Regions from separate parts of the Anser cygnoides genome. Here all the other regions are linked to region 1. A link is a contact called in public Hi-C data. All regions are on one chromosome and are shown on one strand. Each heading gives the region's core, a stretch centred on a gene start, on an enhancer-like site or on the middle of the called end of the contact. The rest is flanking DNA. Distances are from core to core; before and after follow the strand shown.

The links. A called contact is a pair of places that touch in the nucleus more often than the background predicts.
Region 2: a contact with region 1 is called in a Hi-C map of liver, with 1.7 times the contacts expected there. The contact joins two enhancer-like sites. A contact is called at or near these places in 5 of 7 Hi-C or Micro-C datasets (fetal liver, granulosa cells and liver).
Region 3: a contact with region 1 is called in a Hi-C map of liver, with 2.2 times the contacts expected there. The contact joins two enhancer-like sites. A contact is called at or near these places in 2 of 7 Hi-C or Micro-C datasets (both in liver).

Annotation. Positions count from the first base shown.
Region 1 is chr6:12,710,341-12,712,886 of Taihu_goose_T2T_genome, forward strand. HDAC4 (histone deacetylase 4) reads right to left here. Exons shown (of 26, transcript XM_066999846.1): 11 at 2,351-2,546. Among named protein-coding and RNA genes, the nearest start is that of TWIST2, 140 kb to the left of the region's middle. Within about 2 kb of position 1,286, at least 2 of the 3 cell types and tissues checked have open chromatin away from gene starts, as enhancers often do. A contact at or near this core is called in fetal liver and liver, where this site is marked.
Region 2 is chr6:13,029,436-13,031,981 of Taihu_goose_T2T_genome, forward strand. No RefSeq gene overlaps it. Among named protein-coding and RNA genes, the nearest start is that of NDUFA10, 52 kb to the right of the region's middle. Within about 2 kb of position 1,271, at least 2 of the 3 cell types and tissues checked have open chromatin away from gene starts, as enhancers often do. A contact at or near this core is called in fetal liver and liver, where this site is marked.
Region 3 is chr6:12,972,411-12,974,956 of Taihu_goose_T2T_genome, forward strand. No RefSeq gene overlaps it. Among named protein-coding and RNA genes, the nearest start is that of HDAC4, 79 kb to the left of the region's middle. Within about 2 kb of position 1,276, at least 1 of the 3 cell types and tissues checked has open chromatin away from gene starts, as enhancers often do. A contact at or near this core is called in liver, where this site is marked.

The DNA of each region.
Region 1 (2,546 bases), core at 36-2,535:
GATGATTCTTATTATTATTAACTGGGAGAAAAACAACATATTTTCCTTAGCTGCCTTCTTGGAAACAACAAGACTTGTTTTGGCTGCAATCTCCTCAAAATTTTAATCTGATGTAGACACCTAACAGGAAAGTTTAAGGCCAAAATCTTAAACTCAGGAAAAATCACAAGCAATTGAAAACAGTCTCCTACTATTTACAGGAAATAATACAACACAACCTTAACAGACAGTGCTGTCGGTTCTGCTAATAATTAAAAGGCAGCAATCTATTACATTATTTTTAGTTGTGCCCTCACTGTCTTACACACAAGGGTCTTAAAATATCCGTGTGTCTGGGAAAAGTCTTCTTCCATGTCAGCACTTGGATGCTATCCCATGGGATAAATTTGCCACACACATACAGAGCTAGTACCGAAGCGCTTTTAACTCATTGCTTATATAAATCAAACACATGGAAATTGCCCCTGTGCATTTGGTTTAATTGCGCTCCCCCCGCCCGCCTCTCCCGTGGATGTGATACATCGCAGTGCTAACAAAGCTGAAATTCAGCCTCCTCGAATCGCACACGCTCTGCAGCTTCTGGGAGGTCTCAGTGAAAGCCTGAATGAGTTCGGTAGGACGTCACTGTGAAGTCTTTGGACGCTTGCAAGTGCTGGCAATGGAAATCCTTAAAAACTAAAACAAACAGACCGCTGAACTGAAATTTATTTCCTAACAAAGAAACCCTACCTAGCGCCCCGAGTCTGACGATCCTAGTTTTAACGCTCGCTACACAAAGTGTGTTTGGAGGGAGGTAAGAGAAACGTCCATGGAAACAGCAGCTCCGCCGCCCCGGTGTGCGGGGCTGAATGAGGTCCAGGGCTGGCACGCGCGGTGCACAGTGGCCACGATCCAGAAGTACAAGATTGACGTCAGCAACTTGTGTAATCATCCTGCCTTCGCTCTAGTCCGTAAACAAAGTTTTGGGGGGGTGGGGGTGTCTTTCTTTAAAGCTGTCTCTTTCTCCTTACTGGAAAGTTGTTTTATTTATTATTATTATTTTTCATCCGGCTCTCAGCAGTTATATTTTCTCATATGACTGGAAAAGTGAAAATATTTGGAGAAACCTCTGCCATAAATCAAACTGCAGCAATCTGAAAGGCATGCCTGCTATCTTACTTGTCCACCAGAACCTGAAGCCTACTACTGGACTTGTTTCTTAAAGAAAGCCACAACTGGAAATAAAACAGTACAAACCAAAGAGCCAGAAAAATATCGCACTGATTATGATTTATTTCACCTTTCCCTCACAGCCCTTTTACGTTCCAAGTCCATTAACAGACTTTGCCTTCTGAAATCCTGGGACAAAACCTCATCTGGGGTCAAATGCAATAGCTCCATCCATGCCGCTTGTGATCTGATCTCTTGCCCTTAAAGGGTGAGTTTTACCTTCTGATGGGCTAGAACATCAGGAGAGTTTTATCTTGTTTAATGCATGCTCAAGCAATCACCTCCAAGCAGCTCTGTTTCAGCTTCAGCAATAATATTGGGATGCCCAAGCAGATCATTTTGGCTGCCCAGCAATTGCAAAACCTGCGTGCTGATGAACAGTGTTCTCCAATGTTCACCTAAGTTCTCCAAGTGATTTACAGAAAACGAGTTAATAAACATAGCACTTTCTTTCTTCAAAGCAATTCTTGAATCATATCTAATTAATCTTCAAAACAACCTCTGCAGGATGCACAGCAATACTGTCCTCATTTTTAGGAGAAGAAATGGATTGAAACCTGTAATGCTTTACACAGAGCCACAGTTCAAAGAATCTGGACTGGAGATGGGAACAGCTTTTCTCTTTCCGAAGGTAATTTCAATGAAAAATGCCTCAGTATATGTGAATATCTTCACTTTCAGTTATTTTCTAGCGTTATGCCTGAAATCCCTCACCTTTTCTCTCTCAAATTCGTATTACTGATTCTTCTCCCGTTCAAAGTGAACATATACACATTAGGTATTTTCCCCATACTCCCTGACAGCATTTTATGCTCTCTGCTGCAAAACTGACACAGATCCAGATGTGGACGAATGGAAGCAATGACAACTTTTAAAAGCATTACTGGAAAGTCAGAAGTTTGAATTGTTCTGCCTTTCCAATACCTGCAACAGAGGTATTGATCCTTGCCGTGGTGATGCACGTACCCCATCCTTGCTGACATATTTCTCAAAATCATGAAAAAAAGGCTCAAGGATGAAGGCCAATCAGTTATGGAGTTACAGACCACATACATTACAGCACAAAAAACTATGAAATGGTGTTGGCTAAAAATGGTGTTGCCGTAATGAGGAAGAAGGACTTTAAAAGCATTGTGCCTACCTTGTTGATGTGCAGTTGCTGCTGCTGGAACTGCTGTTTGTGTTTCTCCAAGAACTGCTGGTGCTGCTGCTGGATCACTAACTGCTGGAGGGCCTGGGCGTTCTGGGGAAGGGGAGCAGACTGCGTGCGCCCCAGCGGGCGATGCTGCCGGAGTTTGTGTATTGAAGGGGAGACCCGTTCTCCACTAACCAGAGAC
Region 2 (2,546 bases), core at 21-2,520, 320 kb after region 1:
TGCGGGTCTTCTGACTGCGTTTGTTTGGCCAGCGCGGGGCCCCTGCAGCACCCCTGGATGCTGGGCTCCATCCACTCGTGCCTGGTCCAAACGCATCTGTCTTGCATCCCACCGGCAACCAGGGCTTCGCACAAGTGCTTCCCATCTTCATTTGTTTTTATGATCTCATGAATTTATCAAAGACAATTAAGCCGCCCCCAGTTGAGGCATCGCAGACGAGCTGCTGGAGTCCTCCTGCTCTCCCAGAGCAGCTTCTCCAGGACGGGGAGGGTTCTCCTGCACAGGGCTTGGCACCACCAGCCCAGGCAGACCTTCTGCCTGCAAACCCAGCAGCAGCTCAGCCACGAGCTATCGGGTCTGTGCCACGCGCTGCACGGTGCGAGGGGCAGGAGGTGCCCACCGCAGGACCACCCGTCCCGCAGGGGACATGTGGCACGGGGCATGTCCCCTCCGGCCGCAGCAGGTCGAGCGGCGAGGCTTTCCCAGCCACCATCTGAACATCTCGGGGGCACCCTGGGATGCATCCGAGTGGAGAAGGCACCGGTGGGGGGACTGCAGGCTCTCCTGGGGTGCCGCGGTGGTTTCCCCACGCCCGGGGCTCTCCCTTTCAGGGTTAATTACAGTCAGGGTGAACAACCTCTGTCTTTGTTTGCAGGGGAGGCTGGGCACCGCAGCGGGCGCACCCGAACGGGGCTGGTTGGGGCCACGCTATCTCGTCTGAAACCACACACGGAGCTCCCGCCGCAGACAGGAGCAGCCTCCCTGCTCCGCCTGGGCTGCTCCCTCCCAGGCTACAAAGGGGCTGCTAACGCAGTTCAAAGTTCTCCCCGGTACAAAAAACGGTCTTTGAGCGTAATTTGCTTCAACTCGAAAGCAGCTGAAGCTAATTACACGGCAACGAAATATCACGCTTTAATATTACTTAGCTCCCCTTGGCCGGGCTGCGGCGAAACGCTGCTGTGTTTGCGATCCAGACCTGAGCGCTTTCTGATCGCCAGATAACGCCCAGCTGGACTCGGGGGCGGCGGGGCAATGGGGTGCTCGACCCACACAGCCTGGGAGAAGGGGAGGCAGAGCAGGTGCTGCAGCCCCAGGGGCGGTGGCCGGGCTGCTTGGAGCACCGGTGTCCCTCCTGCTTTCCCTGGGGAGGACCCCCTGCAGCCCCCAGCCCACGCTCTGGTCTCAGCCCGTCTCAGACCCCGGCATTCCCGTGCCACCACCGCACGGGCGCTCCCAGAGGTGATGCTGCTCGGTGTGGCCCCGGAGTAACGCTGCTGGCTGGCCCGGGAAGTCCCCCGCTTGCAAGAGCAGCCCTGCACCCCACGCAAGGGACAGGGCTGACCCAAAGGCCACCACGGGGCGCCTCAAAGCCGGGAGGATGGGAAATCCCAGGCTTGCTCACGGCGTGGGCAGCAGAAGCCGAGTTCTCAGCACAGCAGAAGTGTGCTCAGAGCCCCCTGCAGCCTGCAGCCCCCGGGCCCGGGCCCGTGCTGGCTGCCTCCATCCCCAGGCGCCGCGCGGAGCAGCAGGCTGCATTGCCACCTAATGGGGTGTGCTGGGAAAGCCCCGTGCATCCGACGGGAAACCAGCACCATGGGTACACCGGAGGCTTTGCACGAGGTGGAGGTGCTCACCCAGTTGCGCTGCGCCGGCCGAGACCTTTGTTTAGTAGTCACTGGTCAGGACGTCCCCTGCACATAAAACGGTGCAGGAGGCACAAAGCAAAGAGGACAGGGAGGAGGTGAACGGGTTGTTGTGTGCTCAGAGCTGTGCCAGGACACACCGGCGTGAGGTGACCCCTTGCGACCCAGCGGTATCGCAACCCAGATCTGAACAGGCAGGAAAAAGCTTTATTGGGTATCAAAGTCATTTTCCCCTCGCTGCCTCCATGGCTCGTAAACGCTCCTGCCAGCAGAGCATGTTTAACATTAAGCTCTTTGAGGGAGCGGATGCGGTGTCCAGCTACACGAGCCTCCTTGCCAAAGTGCTGCGTGCACGCAGGCACCACGGGGAAGCCACCCCGCAGGGACCTGGCGTGGGTGCAACGAGCGCAGCCGGGCGGGGATGGTGCGGCTGTGCCAGCCGGGCAGAGCTGGAAGGTTTTGCAGGAGGAGCCCCAGCCCCACCAGCCTGCGTGGCACGGGGCTCTCCACGGGGCTGGCAGCAGGATTTGTGGCTGCCCGCAGGATTCGGGAGCTACCTCTCTCCAAGATGCATACTGGTACGTTGGTTTTTTTTTTTGGTGGTCCTTGGGGGACCCAGGAGTCGGATTCTGTGATCCTCGTGGGTGCCTTCCCACTCGGATACTGTGTGGTTCTGTGACTTGCAGCAGCACCGCTGGGGCTGGCAGGATGGACCTGGCCTCCTGGGGAGCGTTGCACAACGCAGCGGGCTGAGCGCATCGGGGCCGGAGCGAAGAGGAAGCCGTGTCACGCTTTGGCCACGGTCCTACCACACGCAACACAGGCCCCAAGTCCAAACGGCGGCTAACGTGGGCTCCATCTGCACACCTCACTCCCACCCCGTCCTACCACGGGTAAGGCAGA
Region 3 (2,546 bases), core at 26-2,525, 260 kb after region 1:
TCTGGTGGCCCTGACCTGCTGGTGGAGGTTCTGCCCCGAGGAGACTGGGGACGTGGGAGCACCCGGACGGCGCTGTCCCCGGCTGCCTTGCAAAACGAGCTCCTTATGCCCAGAGCCAAAGGCTACGAACCCGGCAGGTGACATTCCTGCGTGGAAGAAATAACTCCTAGAGATGTCTTCAAAGAGTTGTTTAATCACAGGGAGCACAATTAAGGAGGTCTAGGAGCAAGAGAAAAGGGATTAGCAGTATCTGGGAAGAGCATTCATCACGGCGAGCAGTTTGCAGGGGCACATCTGCTGCTGACTCCTCTTTTCCAGATGCACCGGTTTTATTGCCGTGTCAGCAGGATGAATGTTTACTCCCTTCTAAAGCCGTCAGGCGACTCAGATGCCGAGATCATGTAGTGCTAAGCATGCTTGTTTTGTAGAAGGGGGGAACGATGCTCAGAGATGAGGGAATTGCCAGAGTGGATGAGACTGGCCTTGCATCTTCTGCTCCTGATGCGAGATGCCATCTGCACCTCCAGAGGAGGCTGCGGGAAAGACCGTGGCCTGAACAGAAGGCGAAAGTCCTAACAACCCTTACAAAACTCCTGGGTTTTGGTAATTGCATTACCTTAAATGAACAACTGGAGCTCAGTTTAGCACTGATTGCAGCATCCAACCATTGGTTGGACTTTCCAAGAAGATGACACCATTTTGAGGTTGTCAGTGCCAGAGCAGGCATGAAGGAGAGCTGGAGTCACTGCATGCCGAGGAGGTGCAGGTGGCAGCGGCGAGGGAGGGAGGCACACGTGGGCAGCAGTGGGGCTACACCTGCCTGGGGGTCACAGCTGCTGTTTGAGCGGCGAGCTGTTTTCATCCACTGCTGTCCTGGGACACGTGGAGGATGCCTCGCGAGGCCGAACCTGCTGGATTCCATCTTGACTCTGGCCAGGCTTTGCCAGAGGAGCTGCTCTGCTGGTCACTGGGAGCAGATGGCCTTGTTAAAACAGAGCAAACGCTGCCAAGACCTGCTGCTTTTATGAGCTGCCAGGGTGCGCGCTGGCTGGGAGGTGGCACACATCCATCTCCTCCCCATGCCTACCATGGCTGGCTGCCTGCCCCAGCTGCCCCCGCAGCCGTGCCCGACCTGACGGTGCCTTGTGGTGTGGCAAGGTGAGGGGAAACAGCCCTGCATCCCCACCGTGTCCTTGCTTTCCTCCTGCCTGCACGCCTCCTCTTTCCCCCACCTCCACCTCCCCCTGCTACTGTCTCAATGCTTGCAGCTGAGAGCACGCCAGGGTGCTGACATGACCACGGCTGGCAGGAGAAGGCTGCTATTGATTATTGCTTCATATATTTGCAGATAAAGTTGCAGTTTCTGTCTTAAATTAGCATGGTGAGATCAGAGTCTGCAGCAATACCGTACAGCCTGTGCCCGCCAGCTAATGGGAGCGTGTCAAAAGCTCTCAGTGTGTTTCACCTCACCTTGCCTTCCTTGTCCCACTTTTTCCAGCGTGGCAGTATGGGGAGGTGGCTCTGGGCTGTCCGTGTGCCCTGTGACCATGCTTCATGTTGGTCCCAACAACCACACTGCAGAGAGGTCCAGCTAAACACACTCCATGGACATCCCACCAGCCACGCTGCATGGAGGTCCTGCCAACCTCACTGCATGGAGATCCCACCAGCCAGCTGTAGATGGGGCACAGCATGGTCCCCAGGCCAGCATCAGGCTCCATGGTGTGCCCAGGACACGAGGGGGGTGACAACAAACCAACCTCAGCACAGGGAATGCTGGCTTCAGCCCCTGCCCCTCTCCAGGGCTGTCACCACGGACCCACTGCCAAACACCACCAATTGCAGGCTGACTCCGGGCTTGGGGCGTGGAAACGTTCTTTGGCAGCAAAGCCAGATGGAGACATTCTGCTTCCACTGGATGGGATCCCACAATGGGTGGGATCTGGATTAAAAACTAATAATAAGCTGCTCCTTGCCAGGTTTTGGTATCTGGCCTATTCCAGTGTTTCATTCTGCATGTGCATTTTAGGGAGCAGGGTGGGGGGACAACACAACAACAGAGGCAGTGAACTTCAGCATTAGGGCAAGTACAAAATGCTGGGACGTGGGGCAGGAGGGGAATTTCTTCCTCCCACTTTGCCCCCAGAGAAACCACGCTCATAATTGCATCCTCCGACCTCTCATTTAATCCGACCCCACATTTAATTCTTTTTAAAGTCTCTGGAAGACACACATGATGAATGTGTACTATTTTCCTGGGCAAATGAAATGATATAGTTTCCCCCAAGGAAATTATTTCTATTCCACACCTTTTCCTTAATCCCACACAATTTGAGAGGCATCTGATTTATGGATTTTAGAGGTTCTCTTTCCCCCCACTGCTGCCAGTAACAAAACGGATTGTGTGTTACTTTGCGTTGGGTGGGGATGAGCCGTCTCTGCTGGTGCAGGGCTCAGAGCACACCACAAGGCAGTGTGTTCGTTGAGCACACCCCACGGACGTGGTGCAGGATGAGGAGGGAGTCAAACCACTGCCTCTGTGTGCA